Regions from separate parts of the Triticum aestivum genome. Here region 2 is linked to region 1. A link is a contact called in public Hi-C data. All regions are on one chromosome and are shown on one strand. The core of a region is the stretch at or near the end of the contact, and the rest is flanking DNA. Distances in the headings are between cores, read along the strand shown. Region 1 holds the start of LOC123119658. Region 2 holds the start of LOC123119659.

Region 1 (2,700 bases), core at 119-2,618:
TGTTGATAAATTTCCTGATAAAAGTTACTCAATAGTATATTATGTCTGAAGAATCGAAAAATTTATTGCAACGTCACAAGAGTTGCAATAAAACCAGACCTTGGAAACACCATTCTGATCCTTCATTATGCGCAAGTCGACAATCTCACCACAAGTAGAAAATATCTGCTGATGAAATGGTCAGTCCAACGAGTATGTGGCGACCAGAAGAAATGAAAAAAAAACCTTTTTTTCACGAATAGATGAAAGTTAATGAATCAACTATGTGACTATTATTAATTTACAATGGAGAAAGTATACTTAAAGCTCAGCAGTCCAATAACCAATAATTGAGCAAAATTTCTAGCCATTGTAGTACTACATATTTCTGTTATTACGAGCTAGAACACGGCAATATTGCCTGCAGACAGATTTACCAAGCCACATCCAAAAAATTACAGAACCAGTTAAGCTTCTGGTAGATACAAAACATGGTTTAGGTGTGCCAATACATTTGATTTGGTTGGCATGGCTTACACAACATCCACAGTTAAAATGGGCGAGTAAACCATGCCATTAGCAGGTTTTCAGATTAACCTACAAACCAGCTGGTCACCCCCTGTTGGATTGCAGAAAACTAATAGGTGGAGATAAACAATGCGAAACGGTGGAATATATAATGCCAACAGACAGTTATTCAGCTAAAGATATGCTGTTCGGAAACATGGCATCTACAAATCACATCGGAGATGCAAGCACTTGAGGTAATAGTCTGTCCTTGCGCAGTACACCATTCCTGAATGACACCAACAAGCAACACCTCATACACAAGTGGGTGTTGACGGCTGTAGACAAAACCAACCTCTCGGAGTGTCCCCTCCGTCGCCGACCGCGGCAGCCCGCCGACGAACACCTCGGCGCCTTTCACTCGCCGGTCTGCACACATACCAGCACGTCATTCAACGACACGGCGCAAGTGCACAGCCACACCCAGAATCAGATCCCAAAATCCCAGAACAAATTCGCTCGGCTTCTCCACAACAGACTGCGCGAAACACAAATAAGCCCAGCAGCCTCACCTTGCTCGTCGTAATCCCCTTGCGACGCCGCCCTCCTGTCCTGAAATCCCCAGGAAAAAAACAAAAACAAAGTCAGAGACGAGGTCATCTCGGCAAAACCTGCACCGAACCGGGCGCCGCGCGGCGTCGAATCCGGTGGCGCCTGCGCGAAAGGATCGAGGAACGCGACGGAGATTCACGGGGACGGGGAGTGAGTTCCGAGTACCATTTTTGGTTCTTGTCTTCTTCAGCCGAGACGAGGAGGACGCAAAACAGAGTGCACGGAGCTTTTCTCCTTTCCCCTTTATATTTTCCTCGAATTATCGTTTCGCGTTTTTCTTGGAGAGAGAGACGACTGTGGCTTTATAACCAACAGGGCCCGCGCGGCCCGGCCTGTCGGAAAGCGTGCATGGTCCGGCCCGGCCTGGCAAGGTTACAGGTGTAGGCCTCCGTTCTTTTGGTTTTTCTTTTACTGCAAAGAATGAGAGATGTTTCTTTAACTTGAAAATGAGATATGTTTGTATTAATATAAAGGTTGAAGTGTAATAAAAAAGAGCAATATAAAATATTTAAACCTCATTCCTGCTATTTATACAACGGCAACAGACACAATGTATGTGCCTTGCAAAATAGTTTCGAATGGAGCCGCCATATGGCGGGCTCCATCCAACTATGAACTAATGCACGCACACCACACGTAAGTCACCCAGGTAGTTGTTAGCTGTATTTCCTTTTTATTTCTATTTTGTTTTTTTTTGGTATATGGTTAAATGAAGTCATTAATTTAAACAAAATCCAAATCAATTCCAAGATTTCAAAAAAATCAAAATAATTCTCGTAGCAAATTAAAAATGATACATGTTTCGTTTCGGGTTCAACATTTCCATATTTAATAAATATTCATTGTAGTGACTCTTTAGTGTTCCACACAGGATTGCGATGCAATTCATAGATATTCACACATAAAAATAAAAATGGTCATATTTCAATCATTTCAGAACCTTTCCAAAGCCATTTTCATGGATATTTTCATTGTTTCAGTTATCAAAAACATTTCATAGACATTTCACACAATTTTCAATTGTTTGAAAATAGTTTACATTCACACATGTTTTAGTTATTCCAGACATATGTCAACCAATTTCAATTTTATCAATCAATTTCAAAAGGCATTCCACACGCATTTTCACAATTATTTCGATTTTTCAAACATGCTTCAATTGTATGATGAATTTCAAAAGTATTTCACACATGATTTAATGACAATTTCTTCAAACATTTTTTCATTATATCATCTTATTTAAATAATATTTCTCCCTCGGTTTAACAAGAATTCCAATTTTTCATATTTTTGTCATATTTAAAAAAAATATGTGTTCTTGAAAAATATTTTAAACTTCTTGAAGTCTTTAGAAAAAATCTTTTTCTGGAAAATATTTTTATATTCATTGGTATAATGTATTATTTTGAGTATTTTGCAAATCTCTTCTCTATATTACTACTTAAAAAGAACGTAAGGTTCCCGTTTCACTTTTCTTCCTACCGTCTCTTCGTCCAACCTTCCATGTATATGATAATCAATCACCTTAATTTACTTACCTTCTGAACCAATTCCACTTTAATCTACTTACCAAATTTCTAATCAAAATATAAGGTAATTCAT
Region 2 (2,700 bases), core at 114-2,613, 240 kb after region 1:
ATTGATTACCAGGGCGGAACTCATCCTCGAGGTCATCTGCTGCGGCGCCGACAGTCAAAGGGGATTCCTCACCGGAGGGGAGCGTAGCGATGGTGCGCCGGAGGAAGAAGTCCGAGGGGCTGGTTGAGGCGGCGGCGGAGTTTGTGGATCTAAGTGACGGTCGCGACCGGGCGGTAATGGTGATATCTCCAGTGAGATCGCGGCTGCGTAAGCGAAGAGAGAAGCGGCCGGAATTGGCGGCCGTCCCAGCGAACCGTGAGAGCTTTAATGCGACGGACGCCATAGCAGGTCCGAGGAGGAGATTGTTTTTTGTTTGAGATGCTACGAGGAGATCGTTGGAGTTTGATATGGGTGAGGTGTGGCGGTTTCGGCTTGTAGGTTGTGTTTGGCTCTGCCGAATCGGGTACTGCTGGAGGCCAAATCTTCCTATTCTCATGCCTCGCTCGTAGAGCATTTTTTTAGGGCGTTACTACAAATCAGCATCCGCCTGTTCAGCCGTCCGATCAGCGTGCTAGGCCGTTTGACCACAACAACGCCACGGCAGCAGTACATCACGACAACTTCAACGATGTGGCATTGCAGCACTGTGCGGTGCTCCAACCATCACCGACGCCGTCCGACGAGCTCCACTGCAATTCCGGCCGGCTCCATTGCAGCCCCGGCGGAGCTCCAACGCGGCATCGACGCTCCGACGAAGCTCTATTGCAACTTCGGCGGAGCTCCAACGCAGCACCGACACTCCGGCGAAGCTCCATTGCAACTCCGGTCGAGCTTCATTGCAGCCCCGGCAGAGCTCCGACGCTCCGGCGAAGCTCCATTGCAACTCCGGCCGAGCTTCATTGCAGCTCCGGCAGAGCTCCGACGGCTCCGACGAAGCTGCTTTGCATCTCCGGTCGATCTTAATTGCAGCCCTGGCAGAGCTCCGACGGGCGATGGCTCCGTCGAAGCTGCTTTGCAACTCCGCCTGAACTTCACTGCAGCCGCTGATGAGCGTTGCGTTGAGAGCGCCGGCGAGCGCTCCATTGAAGCTCCGCCGCCCACGACTTGCAACTCCAGTGGCCGACGCCAAGGTTGCATCGCAGCACGGCTTCTGGGGATGAGTTGCTACGTTGCAACGCCTGCGACCGTCGAGGACGAGGGTGCGTGGCGAGCTCGCGTTGACCGCCTAGGATATGCGTGGGAGAGAGGAGGCTCCGATGTCTAGTATTCCGGCCGTGGAGGTTGCTGCATGATGGTTGGGAGAGGTACGTGGTGTGCGGTGGCTGCGGCTGCACCATCATGCAGCGGTGGTCCGGTGGGTGAGAAATCATGGAGGGGGCGCAAAAGGGGATCACGTGGGGGAGAAGAAGACTAGTGGATGGGTGAGAAACGTGTGGACAGAGCCAGACCTCGCGGAAGGATAACACCACCGATGGGAAAGCGTTGTGTGGGCCTGGTAGTGGACACGCGTCGCGCGGAAGAAGAGGTTTACGTGAGAGAGAAATAAGTTGGTTGAATTTAGTACTTTTCCATTTTTTTAACAAAACTTCCTGTATATTCATTAACTATCGAGGTAGTACAAATAATACCATAAGTAAAAAATACACCCAGATTCATAGACTACTTACCAACGACTACAAGCACTGGAGCTAGCCGAAGGCGCGCCGCCGTCTTCGTCCTACCCTCATCGGAGTCAGGCAAATCTTATTGTAGTAGACAGTAGGGAAGTCGTTGTGCTAAGCCTTCATAGGACCAGAACAGCAACCGCCGCCGATGAAGATAAGCGTAGATTGGAAGGATCCAATCTGTAGACACACGAACATAGGCGAATGAAGACAGGATCCCATGGATCCATCGAAGACAAACGACGATAGAATCCCGTGAGATCCGCCGGAGACAAACCTCCACTAGCCCTCCGAGGAGGCTAGAAACACCACCGGGACGGAACTAGGCGGGGATACCTTTATTCCATCTCCGAGAGCCGTCGTCGCCTCGCATCTCTCAGCAGGACACAAACGCTAACAAAAAAATGAAGCCTTCCTGCTGGCAAGGGCCGGGATCCACCGCACCTTCATGGCTTTAAGACCACAGGAGACGAGGCAGACCGGCGGCCACTCGTAGAGCATGTCTAACAAAACCCTAAATTTTAGCTTTTCATACGCCTTCTAAAAAATTGACTCCTCAACTCCGATAAGCTAAAAAAAGACGTGCTACGGGAGTTCGGCCGAGTTGCGAGCCATCCGATCTATAATGCATATGATCTCTTTTCTTTATTTCCCAATTGCAATAGGAACCCATATATGACTTTTTTTCCGTGAAGCTTTTTTTTGTGAGGTTGTGACAGAATCCTTTTGCAACAAGAGCTTTGTTGTAATTGTAACAGGTCCCTTCTTACGACCGTAAACATGTCTTTTTTTTGCGAGGCTGTAACATAAACCATTTGCAACAAGAGTCTGGTTACAATTGCAACATGCCCTTTGTTGCAAAAAGAACATCTTTGATTCCCGACCTTGTCCGCCGTTAGGTCGTATTCTCCGACGATGACACCTCCCTCTGTTGCCTCAACTGCGTTGCCTCCTGTGCGCAGCGCCGCCAGCCCCCACAACGTACACTCGGCCACCTCGTTGCGACCAGACCCGGCGAGCCGCTGCTGCTAGGCCACCTCCTCCACCCTCCTCGGCTCGGGGCCCCCTCAAGCCCAGCTCGCCCATGACCTGCACG

Evidence for each region. A called contact is a pair of places that touch in the nucleus more often than the background predicts.
Region 2: a contact with region 1 is called in a Hi-C map of leaf, with 4 times the contacts expected there. The contact joins the promoter of LOC123119659 here to the promoter of LOC123119658 in region 1. A contact is called at or near these places in 2 of 5 Hi-C or Micro-C datasets (both in leaf).

What each region holds. Positions count from the first base shown.
Region 1 is chr5D:96,072,638-96,075,337 of IWGSC CS RefSeq v2.1, forward strand. LOC123119658 reads right to left here and starts at 1,369. Exons shown (of 18, transcript XM_044539539.1): 1 at 1,264-1,369; 2 at 1,059-1,098; 3 at 842-915; 4 at 100-165. The coding sequence starts at 1,266.
Region 2 is chr5D:96,310,559-96,313,258 of IWGSC CS RefSeq v2.1, forward strand. LOC123119659 reads right to left here and starts at 1,364. Exons shown (of 2, transcript XM_044539541.1): 1 at 10-1,364. The coding sequence starts at 454.